2 separate regions of the Mus musculus genome follow, and region 1 is linked to region 2. The links are chromatin contacts, called in public promoter capture Hi-C maps. All regions are on one chromosome and are shown on one strand. The core of a region is the stretch at or near the end of the contact, and the rest is flanking DNA. Distances in the headings are between cores, read along the strand shown.

What was found. Capture Hi-C pulls out chosen DNA fragments and counts their contacts.
Region 1: a promoter capture Hi-C map of adipose tissue shows a contact between it and region 2. The contact joins the promoter of Med24 here to the promoter of Psmd3 in region 2. A contact is called at or near these places in 3 of 39 promoter capture datasets (embryonic stem cells, macrophages and neural stem cells), 2 of 15 datasets of contacts at CTCF or cohesin (CD8 T cells and the NIH/3T3 cell line), 19 of 484 Hi-C or Micro-C datasets (the 63-12 cell line, the AML12 cell line, the C2C12 cell line and 11 more), 11 of 115 datasets of contacts at active chromatin or transcription factors (the HPC-7 cell line, the SCID.adh cell line, embryonic stem cells and 5 more) and 3 of 9 other capture datasets (adipose tissue, liver and pancreatic islet).

What each region holds. Positions count from the first base shown.
Region 1 is chr11:98,726,245-98,732,146 of GRCm38.p6, reverse strand. It overlaps Med24 (mediator complex subunit 24), which reads left to right and starts at 2,728. Exons shown (of 26, transcript NM_011869.3): 1 at 2,728-2,775; 2 at 3,160-3,362; 3 at 3,450-3,532. The coding sequence starts at 3,233. It also overlaps the pseudogene Gm31252.
Region 2 is chr11:98,679,650-98,686,092 of GRCm38.p6, reverse strand. It overlaps Psmd3 (proteasome (prosome, macropain) 26S subunit, non-ATPase, 3), which reads right to left and starts at 3,539. Exons shown (of 12, transcript NM_009439.1): 1 at 3,156-3,539; 2 at 421-611; 3 at 22-159. The coding sequence starts at 3,363.

The sequences.
Region 1 (5,902 bases), core at 1,479-3,978, 47 kb before region 2:
TGCTTGCTTACAAGAACCTGAGCAGTACCCATAAGTAGCAGCTCACATCTATAAGCCCAGTGCTGGGGGAGTGGTAGTGGTGGAATCAGGTGGATCCCCAGAGCCCACTGGCCAGCTATCTAGTCAAATCAATGCGGTGACCTCCAAGTTCAGAAGCAGACTCTGTCTCAAAAAATTGGGTAGAGAACAATTAAGGATAACAGGAGTCAATCTCTGGCTTGCACGTGTGCATATGCACATACATGCACACCCATACACACACTCATGATCATACACGCACACACACTACACATAAATAATAAAATAAATTAATAAATGGTAAAGATACTGGGGCCCAGAACTAGGAAGTGGGAGCCCAGCTTCTGAGGAACAGCTAGAGACAGTGGAGTAAGTCGAGGCAGGTGGGGGAGCTTGAGAGGAGGGGGAGGCATGTTGCATACACCCCAAAGGGAACATAGCATCTTTTCTCTCATTCTTGGGAGCATTATCATAAAGTCTTTCGTGTGTGGTAGGTAAATCAGAGAGCTTAAAAGGGTTCCCAGGAGGGAGAAGGAGGCGGGTTAGAGAAAGGCTAGCAGCTCTGATATTTGCAGACCAGAGAAGCAGGAAGGTCAAAGTAGAGAATTCGGTGATGGTCCTTGCCCAGAGGCTGAGGTAGTCCTTGTACATACAGTTGAGTCCTTGAGGAAACTCTGCCAAGCCTGAAGCCTGGGCGGCTGGTGAGGAGTCGGGGACCAGGGAAGGCAGATGGCTCAATACCAAAAGCTGCTGCCTCTCAGCATTAGGAAGGGTGGAGGCGGGGCACCCTCCCTCTCAGAAATCTGCCAGGATTTGTGCCAGAGGGAAGGATTTGAGCTCTGAGTCTAACCATCCCCAGGCCTAAATATCTCCACCCCCTCCCATATGGGTGGACCAACACTCACTAATTCAATAAGGAGCACTCACAGAATTGACAGCCTGTTTCCAAGAGGGGCCGTTTGAGCTCTGAGGGGTAGGGAAAGAGCAGCTGTATCCAGAAACAATTTATGATGGTGATGGTGGTGGTAGGGTATTGGGCTGTGTAACAGGAAAGGAGTAGGGGGCTCACCACGGGCAAATGTGGCAGTATGGAGTGCAGGTCTGTTTGGAGGGGGAGTCTGAAGGTTATGAATCAGGAGTCTGAGAACTCCTTCCTTCCTGCTTTGGAAGATTTGGCTCCACATTCTTGGCAGCTATTTTGTATAAATACCATTCTCGAATAGTATCCCCTGGGAAGGCACAAAAGAGCAGAATAAAAATGGGTGTGTGTGTGTAGAGAGAGATGGAGGAAGACCATAGGCAGTACCCATCTTAGAAGGATGTGATTTGGCCGTACTCCAGCTATACTCTCCCTGTTCATAGCGTGCTCCAGGTACCCAGGATCCTATTAGTCTCCTACATGTCTACAAGGCCAGTTTTAGAGCCCATGTGGACTGTTTTCTCAATATTTATCCTGATTCTCAGTCAAAAGGTAGCTCAGGGAGGGGGCTGTAGTTCAGTGTAGAGTGCTTTCATAGCTGTACAAAGAGGAATGTGGGACAGAAGAGGAATGGGTTGGGGAATATAGACAGAATTTGAAGAAACAGGCTGACCTATCTCCTTGGGATATGAGATTGGGAGCCAAGAAAAAGAGGGGTGATAAAGCTCTGCCTCCAAATGTGCAGAATGGTCTTAGCCACAATACCACATTTGATCCCGAGGCCTTCTTTTTTTTTTTTTTTTTTAGATTTATTTATTATTATATGTAAGGACACTGTAGCTGTCTTCAGACACTCCAGAAGAGGGAGTCAGATCTCATTACGGATGGTTGTGAGCCACCATGTGGTTGCTGGGATTTGAACTTCGGACCTTCGGAAGAGCAGTCGGGTGCTCTTACCCACTGAGCCATCTCACCAGCCCCCGAGGCCTTCTTAAACAGTTTTTGAGACACCCAATAATCTTAACCCATATTTCCTCTGTTTTGTTTGTTTGTTTGTTTTGTTTCTTTGTTTTTGTTTTTGTGTTTTGTGTTTTTTAGACAGAGTTTCTCTGTGTAGTCCTCCTGGCTGTCCTGGAACTCACTCTGTAGACCAGGCTTAAACTCAGAGACCCAGCTGCCTCTGCCTTCTGAGTGCTGGCACTAAGGGCGTGGTGCCATGCTCAGCTTCTGTTTTCTCCTTATTTCCTTTTGTATCCAAACAGTATTCAGGATCAGTGAATTCTGGGAGAATTGTCAGATTTGGGGTTAAAATGATGGTATGTGTGCTGCTACCCACACTTCAGTGTCTCTTTTGGAATAGAAATATGAAAATGAGAGCTCTAGTGCCTACAGGGGCTTTCGAGAACAAAGGCCAAAACCCAAATAGAAGCCAGGTTAGAAGCCAAAACAGAAGCCAGGCTAGAATTCACTGTTATGCCTCGTTTCTGGGAAATAGCCACAGTATCAGAATGATTGAAGGTAGGGATAGATGGCAACATCACTGGGAGACAGAGAGTTGGTTTCTCCATAGACCCTGAGACTCTGGGTACCAGCGTACCTCAGCTCTTCGGATTATCTCAGATAAAAACCACCAGAACCAATTAGATTAATCCTTCTGCCTGTTTGGCAGCTTAGACAAGTCTTAGACAAAGAACTACAATTCCCAGAAGGTATTGTGGCAGGACTCGCCTCTTGCTACGTTTCTATTGGTTGGTGTGTGTTGCCGCCGGCCAATGGTAAATGATTTCCTTAGTAGGTGTCAAGATGGCGCTGCCTACGATGTACAACCGGTTTGTATGGTAGGCTTAAATTTGGGGAGATGGTAGATGTAGGAAAAGAAGGAATTACAACTTCAGGGCCGAGGAAGGTAGAGGCAATGGGGAGAGGGTAGATCTGGGTTTGGGGTGGAAGTGGTGAGGAACGCAGCTAGAGCGAAGGGCATAATTAGACAACCGGAGCGGGCTTAACCCTTTCCTGCTCGCTTCAGGGCTTTGTTGACACTTTCTGTCCCAATTCGAGAAACGGTTGTTCAGAAACCGAGAAGGTGACAGAGCCGCTAACTTGACGCCTTCTACTCTGCCTAGTTTTTTTCCTCTCTGTTTATTTTTCTGTTTGTTTGTTTGTTTTGCTTAAACCTTCTCGAATTTCCGTTCTATTTATGTCTCCCTTGTTCTTTCCCTCAGAACTCCAGTTCTCATCTGGCTCCGTTTTTAAACTCCCACCTTGTCACTCATCTCGCCTCCTTGGAGTGACATCATGAAGGTGGTGAACCTGAAGCAGGCCATTTTGCAAGCCTGGAAAGAGCGATGGAGTGACTACCAATGGGCAATCAACATGAAAAAATTCTTCCCCAAAGGAGCCACCTGGGACATTCTCAACCTAGCAGGTCTCAAGTAAAATGGGCAAAGAAGGATGGGAGGGGTGTCCTCAGAAAAGCTGTAAACACTCAGCCTTACTTTAATTTTCCTTGCAGAAGCGCTCCTGGAGCAGGCTATGATTGGGCCTTCCCCCAATCCTCTGATCCTGTCGTACCTGAAGTACGCCATTAGTTCCCAGGTAAAGATTCCCGACTCTTGGCTTTTGGAGGTGAAACACCTGGAGAACTGACAGTTGTCCATTTAGGCTTAATTTATTGCAAAAATAACACTCCATTTGTTGTAATGAATGAATATTACATTTATTTACTCTCTCCATATACATTTACAAGTAAAACTTAAAAAAAAAACTACATGTACTTATGGGCGGGGAGGGCATGCACATCGCAGAATGCTTGTGGAGGTAAGATACTTTTGTAGCCAGGCGTGGTGGCACACGCCTTTAATCCCAGCACTGGGGAGGCAGGTGCAGGCGGATTTCTGAGTTCGAGGCCAACCTGGTCTACAACGTGAGTTCCAGGACAGCCAGGACTATACAGAGAAATCCTGTCTGGAAAAACCAAAAAAAAAACAAAAACGATACTTTTGTAGAGTTTGTAGAGTTCTTCCCACCTTTCTGGGGATTTGAACTCATATTAGCACGCCAAACACCTTCACCTGCTGAGCCTCTTTGCCAGATCCTTGTTTCTGTTTTTGAGACAGTGTTTTATGTAGCCCAGAATGGACTTGAATTCCTGATTTTTCTGCTACCGCCTCCCACAATTGATTTGGGGGTGGGTGGGTGTTGATAATCAAACCTAGGACCTGCAGATGCTAGGCAAGTGTTCTACCTTTGAGCTATTATAATCCCTCTCTGGGTGTTTGCAAATGTTAATGTTTGTCACACAATGGTAAGTCCTGGGGATTTGATCCCAGTACACAAGGGAAGTTGAAGGCAATGCAGACTATCGCTAATCGTTGAGCGATGGGGTTTATGGTATGATTAGGGCAGAGTATAGAAATGAAGAGAGGATATGGAAGTGATGCCTAGTCCTGCCTGAGCAATCACAGAAGGCTTTCTAAAGGAAGTGATGTTTAAACCAAGGTCTCTATGGTGAGTAGAAGTTAGCCACACAGATGAATGAGAATGAAGAGCAGAGAGAGGAAATTATAATTCTACACAGGCTGGGCTGGACAAATTATAAGTTATCCACTACTGAAAGTGAGGGCTGCAGATACAGTTCATTGGTAAAGTGTTTGCTTAGCAGGGACAAGGCCCTGGATTTGATCCCCGGCACCACAAAAAACCTGAAGGATATTTGGCATTGGTGCAACAGAGCTGAACACTACCCAGCACTTCTGTTTATTATATCACATATGTGATATCATAGGCATCGAGACAGAAATTTAAGGTACACTTACCCAGAGATAGGGATGGAGCTCTGTTAGTAGTGTGCTTGCCTAGCATGGACAAGGTACTGTTTTTGTTTGTTTGTTTGTTTGTTTGTTTGTTTATGATGTTGCAATGCTATAGAGAAACCCTGTCTCCAAGCTGTCTCTGTGTAGCTCTGGATGTCCTGAAACTCACTATGTAGATCAGGTTGGCCTCAAACTGACAGATCCATCTGCCTCTGCTTCTAAGAGCTGGGATTAAAGGTGTGCGCCACCACCCCTGGGTTTATTCTTTGTTACTCTACTAAACTGTAACAGGTAACATGAGCTGCATCACAGATGACTTTATGCTGTTACATTCAAATCCCTTGGTCTCTCTTGGGCTACTCCCCCCCCCCCCCACACACACACAGGGCAACTTTATTGAGTGGTAGCATGGTCACACCCAGCAAACGTGTTCGCTCTCATTCACTCTCTCTCTCTCACACACACAGACCTTGTCACAGTCCAGTTCTCAGCCACAGGGTGGGGAACCTCCTGGATTACTCGGCTCCAGAAGTAACAGGTGCCCGAGGGAGGCTCAGGGGGAGGAAGTGGGGAGGGGGTGCAGAGAGCAGGGGTGGGATGGGTTGGGAACACCCACCAGACAGCTACACGAAGAGTGAGATTCCCCGCCCTGGTGGCTTCAGCTTGGCTGCACCCCCTTCGAAGGAGCCTTCCAAGGTGTGGCTGAACATTCAGGGTTTGGGAAGGGCAGAGTCCCACTCCGTTTTAGTCCTCTCTGCAGGCTGGGGACTGGAGGGCAAGGTTGTCGGCTGCTTCAGCTCTGGGGCTTCTTCGGAGCCTCACCACCCTCTTCCCCAGCACTGTTGGCTGTCCACAGCGTCAGGTTGTCTCTCAGGAGCTGCATGATCAGGGTGCTGTCCTTGTAGGAGTCCTCACTGAGGGTGTGTAGGTCAGCCAAGGCTTTGTCAAAGGTGGTCTTGGCCAGCGAGATGGCCTCCTCGGGGCTGTTGGCTATCTCGTAGTGGAAGACTGAAAAGTTCAGGCCCAGGCCCAGGCGGATGGGGTTGGAGGCTGATGTCCATGGCCTCCTGGTAGGTTGACCGCGCAGAATCGATGATGCGCTTCTTGTCATCGCCAGTGGCCACCTCGGCTAGGTAGTGGTAGTAGTCACCCT
Region 2 (6,443 bases), core at 2,290-4,789:
CGCCCACTGCATCCTGGGTACCTCTTTGTAGCGCTTGCTGTTCATCAGGAAGATGACCATGAGCAGCTGCAGGTAGGCTTCCACCTCAGGCAGGAGAGGCGCTGATGCCGCTTTTCCTGTGCGAGGACGAAACTGCAGGTCGGCTTCTGTGTCCATGGGCTGGGAGAGGACAGAGCAAACAACAGAGTTTACTGCTGGGCACTCACCGTGTGTTCCCCAAGATACACAGAGAATTTGCCAGATGCTGAGCAGACAAAACTAAAGACAGTCCTTCTCCCGCTCCCGGAGTGCCAAGAGGCTAACAATAGAGTACAATAACAAGGTCAAGAGTTTCATAGAAGTCCTGACTTAAGGAGGAAACTACCACACTCAAGATCCCTGCAAATTCTATCAGACACCCCTGAAGCTAGCCCCACTCACTTCTTCTAGGAAGGGTAGCAAGAAGTCTCGAGTGGCGTTATTGGAGGTGAAGAAGCCATGCACAGCCTTGTACAGAACATAGTGGTTGAGGCGGCGTGACGTGGACGGCAGCATCCGCAGCGCCCTCAGCACGAACCGAGGCTCCTTGCCGGAAACAGCCTTCTCTAGCTGTCTCACGTGCTCTTTGATGTCTGCAGAGGACCAGAGAGGAAAAAGATGTGACTTGCAACTCCTTGGGGAACAGTTCCATGGAGTGTCTTACAAAGGGGGTGGCGTGTACATTTACCCTTTTTGGCCCAATAGGGCTAAGCAATATTTGTGGGTGAGGCACACCAATTTTCAGATATACCAGGAAACAAGGAAAAAGCTAGCTGGGCAGGGATAGGGCAGAGGTCAGCAGGAAGGCCTAGAAAAGAAAACAGCTGAGAAACAAAGTAGAAGAAACTCATGGAGATTCACCAGAGCTCAAAACATGGGGAGGCTTTGTAAATAATGGAGAACTCTCACACAGGGACGTCACACCACGAGTGTAACCACAAAAAAGCCTTCTGAAAAGAAACACGCAACGATACAACCGGACTCACATCTCATTTCACAAAGAGTTTCTGTAACCAGGTAAGAGAAACTACTGCCATAACTTCAGAACAAAAGTGGACGTGGACACAACCAGGGATGGCAACGCGCCTAAAGACAGGAGGACTGTGCTTTGGTGGCATTCAAAAATCTAAAAACAGAACCATTTTTATACTCATAAATTAGCAATATTTAAAAGAGTGGCAACCTAAACAGTAGGGAAAAGAACATTTATTTGTAAGTCAGATTTTTTAGGACAATATAAAAAACTTTAGAACTGGGGTGTAAGGAGATGGCTCAGTGGTTAAGAGTATCAGCCACTCTGTCCAGAGGCCCCGCTCCCAGCACCCACATGGTGGCTCACACTTGCCCATAACTAGAGTCCCAGGGGATCAGATGACCTCTTTTGGCCTTGGTGGGCACTGCACACAGGTGGTGCATTTACAAACATGCAGATAAGATACTCACACTCACATACACACACACTGAAATTCAAACATGTTTACCCTTTTTGACTTAGGTATACAAATTCTGGGAAGCCATATTTAAGTAGTTACAAAAGTAGATTGAAAACTTTGGAATAGTGAGGACTGCAAAACTACTTAAAAGAGCAAGAAATGAGAAAAAAGAAGAACTTAGATGTGCAGCAGTTAAGAGAATGCTCTGAGTCTCACTGCCCACTTAACAACGGGTGCTTCGCGTGTGACAGTAACTGCTACAGTTACAGCGACTATGTATGGAGGGCCCACCATGTATTTCTATCATGTGCTAGCACAGCTCATGAGCTCCCATGTTCACAATAACCCAAACAAAACAGCTAATGCTATTAATTCACCCACACAAACAGGGAAACGGATTCTGGACTTTATATAATCTCCATCACTATACTAAGTAGTCAACAAATGCTTCTTGCATAAGTTGAACCCTATGTTCATGGATGTATTAAATGAAGACAACAAAAAGAAAATGACAATATCTTTACATACGAATGCCCTGATCCAAATTGAATACTTAAGTGATTTCAATTATGGAGCAGTTTGAAAATACACGAGGAAATATGTCAACTCTGGTTAAAAGTTTCTCCCTGTTGCTTTAAAATGCTCACATGTTCCAGAATTTCTACAGTGAATACAAACCATGAAATATTTCACGATGCTGAGTGACATTTCTGCCACTGGAAACTTTTATTTCAGGAAAGAAGACCTTTACTGTATACAGATCTTGTTACCAAGTTTAGAATGGGAGTTGATGCAGTCTATACATACTTACACTCAAAAGTACAACTCAGGGCATGACTTGGCCTATCACCATGTTTTAAAGTAGTTTCTCGTGCAGTTGAGACACACACACACACACACACACACACACACACACACAGAGAGAAAAAACTACAGATCACCCGGAAAAGTCTCATCGCGCGCACATGGACAAGATATACTAAGTGGAAAAAGTAAAAGAGCAACTTAAGCGGGACAAGGGGACAATAGGAGCCTGAGAACGGGTCTCTGGTGTTGGCTTATAGGAGTCGGGGCCACAGGTAGGCATTATAAACTAAAAGAGAAAGAAGGCAGGGGTGGGGGGGGAGGGGGTCTGATTCAGAAGTAAAAGCGTGCGTGTGCTTGAACTCTTTAGGAAAGGAGGGGTAAGGTCCTTAAGAGAGTGGAAAAGTGCACCGGGACTTTTAGTTTAGATGCTTCAACTACAGAAGGAAGGCAGAAGGTAGAAATGGCTCTCCGAGGGAGTTTGCTAAAGGAGCCTAGAGCTACAGAACCCATTTTTATAAACTCTTAAACTAAGAGGCTAGTGTAATCTGTTACCCTGGTTTCTCTAGACACAAATACAAATGCTACTTTCTACATAGCAATAACAGGCGCTAGAATCGGTCGGATGGAGTAGATCACTGGGAAGGACTGAAGAAAAGGCTCGGTGAGACTAAGATGCAACCCCAGAGGAGGAGAGCAGTCCGCAGACTGGAGAACAGGTTCGGTCATCGGCTGGGGTCGAGGGAGTCAGGGTGGTTGGGCGGGCACTTCTGACCCCAGCTCCATTGACCGAAGGAACCAAGGTAGGTGGAGGCTACGCAGAGGTCCCAGCAAGAAGTCGCATCACCCTGGCCGCTGTCACCGGTGATCGCGGCACGACCCCGACGTGGGCTCCCGTACCTTCTAAGGTGACAGTGTCCAGCTCTCTCTGGGAGTGCTCGGTCGCAGCTGCCTTGCCGTCTCCCTCCCCCGTGGAGCCGCTCCCAGCTGCTGCCTCCTCTTTCATCTCCACATCCTGGGGGGCCGGTGGCGGCGGTTCTTGTTCCCCTCCCGGCGGCGGCTTTGCCTTGTCGGCGCCTCGGCGCCGCGCCGAGCCCTCCTGCTTCATGGCGCCCGGGGTCGAGGCCTAGTCCGGGGACCGAAGCAGGGGCCTCGCGTAAACCCTCACACCAGAGACCAGGCACAGAGCCGGGCCTGCACACCAGCGCGGGCTCGCGTCGGGCCGCACGATGACCGAGCAGCTGCAAACTCCTTCCCGGCGCTGGGGCTTCTGGGAAATGCCAGGCATGGCGAGCAGATGGCCGAGTCCAGGGAGGGAAAATAAATCAACAGCCGAGGTGCACGATGAAGGCGGATCTTCTAGGAAGTGGGAGGAGTCTTCAAGAAACGATGAAGGCGGACCTTCTAGGAACTGGGAGGAGTCTGCAGGAATTTGTGGGACCTGAGAGTGGTGATTTTATCTTCCTCTCTAGTGTACATCTTTGGATGTCCGCGAGAGGTCACTTTAGACTCCAAGCTGGGCTACAACAGACTCTAACATGTAAGTGGGTAGGACCTATCGGAGCTCAGATGGGGATGACATCATGAGTTGCCGGGCAGATTCCTCTCCACCCCCCTAACCCCCGCCCCGGTCAAGCTCTCCCAGTTTGCGCGGGTCAGGTCCCCAATGAAATCCGCCAGGCTCGTGCTCTCAACGCCCGCCAGATGCTTCCAGCACCAGAAAGAAAAGGAGCTTGTGGACGTGTAGCTAGGCTGTTTGGCTTTCGATAAACTGAGCTCAACCCCCAGGGCATCCGAACTTCCTTGTCAAATTTTTGTATAATGCTGAGTATAAGGCATACCTTCTCTGCAGCCTGGGAATGTGGGGGTCGTGTGTATTTGTGTAGAATTAGTCAAATTTAATAATAGGAGTCCACGTTGTATACTGCTCAGGGCCAGTATATATAAGATTGTTGAAAAACCCAACATGCCCAGCGTGGTGGTGCATGCCTTTTATCCCAGCACTCAGGAAGCAGAGACGGGTGGGTTTCTGTGAGTTCGAGGCTCAGCATGGTTTACAGAGTGAGTTCCGGGACCACCAGGGCTACACGGAGAAACCCTTTCCCGAAAAAGTAAACAAACAAACAAACACCAGCTCAAGAATGTAATGTAGGGCTAGGTGTGGTACATAATTTTAATCTCAGTGGTACACAACTTTAATCTCAGCACTAGGGAGATCTTTGAGTTCAAGGCCAGCCTGGTCTACATAGCAAGCTCCAGGACAGCGGGAACTACACAAAAAGACCCTGTCTCCAAAAAAAGAAAAAAAAAAGAAAGTAATGTTGAGGGGGTGGTGAGATGGCTCAAGTGAGTAAAGGTGCTTGCCAAGTATGAAGACACGAGTTTGATCCCTGGGTCCCATGGTAGAAGGAGAGAACTGAGTCTCACGCTTTTCTCTGACCTCCATAAGCATGCTGAGGCTCGAGTTCCCCTCCCCCATAAATAAATGCTTTTTTTTTTTTTTTAAAGGTTTTTCTGTATTGCCCTGGATGTCTGGGAACTCACTCTGCTTCCCAAATGCTGGAATTACAAGCATTTGCCACCACTACTAAGCATAAATGCTTTTTTTTTTAATTAGATATTTTCTTCACTTACATTTCAAATGCTATCTCCAAAGCCCCCTATATCCTTCCCCCTTCCTGCTCCCCAACCCACCCACCACAGCTTCCTGGCCCTGGCATTCCTCTGTACTGGGGCATATGATCTTTGCAATATCAAGGGGCCTCTCCTCCTATTGATGGCCAAGTAGGCCATCCTCTGCTACATATTCAACTAGAGACACAAGCTGGGGGGTGGGGGTACTGGTTAGTTCATATCGTTGTTCCACCTATAGGGTTGCAGACCCCTTTCGCTCCTTGGGTACTTTCTCTAGCTCCTTCATTAGGGGCCCTGTGTTCCATCCAATAGCTGACTGTGAGCATCCACTTCTGTTTTTGCCAGGCATTGGGCTTTTTTTTTTTTTTAAAGAATGTAAATTTGGTGGTTTGACCTTGCTTGACCCATAAGGAGTGGCACTATTAGGTGTGGCCTTGTTGGAGAAAGAGCTTCACAGTGGGGGGGGGGGGGGCGGGGGCAGGGTTTGAAGTCTCCTAGTGCTCAAGCTCTGCTCAGAGTGGAAGAGAGTCTCCTCCTGGCTTGGCTGCCTTCTGATCAAGATGTCTTGGTGTCTTCGGCCCTTCATCTGCCTGTAAGATGCCATGCTTCCCACCATGATGATAATGGACTGAACCTCTGAAATGGAAAGCCAGCCCCAATAAATGTTTGCCTTTATAAGAGTTGCCTTGGTCATGGTGTCTCTTCACAGAAAAATAAAACCCCAACTAAGACAGTAATATACCCCATCAGGCACCATGCTGCACTCCAGTAATCCCAGCACTTAGGCCGAGGTCAGCCTAGGCTACTGTGTGAGAACTTGCTGCCCTCTCCAAAGCTCAAAACAACTGGGCTGGCAAGATGAGTCAGTAGGTAAAGGTGTTGCCACAAGCCTGTGGACACCTGAGTTCCATTCCTGGAAACCTGGTAAAGGTGGAAGGAGAGAACTGAATCCATAAAAGTTGCCTACTGACCTCCACAAGGGGGCAGTGGCATGTGACAACCACTCATTGTCATCATCACCATCACCATCATCACCATCACTGTCATTATCCTCATCACCACTACTACCATCTCAACCACCACCATCATCATCACCACCACCACCATCATCATCACCACCACCACCATCATCATCACCACCATCACCACCACTACCATCATCACCACCATCATCTTTTCTAAGTGGAAACAGCAAGGGATGTGTCACAGAGCCCTTTAGAGAAAGTTGACAGTCTGCACTCTGTTCTCCAGTGCACTGAGGGGATGAAGGGTGAGAGTGGTGGAGCCTCTGCTGCAGAGCAGGGCAGCGACCTGAGGAGACCTTTATATATCCAAACACCTGTGAGTGGGAGCAGGAGGATGCCCTTTGTGGTGGAGACATGAATAGAAGAAAACTAGACTGGGAAGCCTTCCTGTCTTTCCCACAAGCATCAGTTTTGAAGATACAGCGGTCAGTTTCTCAAAGCACAAAACAAATTTCCAGCACGGAAACTTATATAAACAAGATCCCAAGTGAGTCTCAGAGCTGGGACTGGCTCAGCTCCCACTCTAATA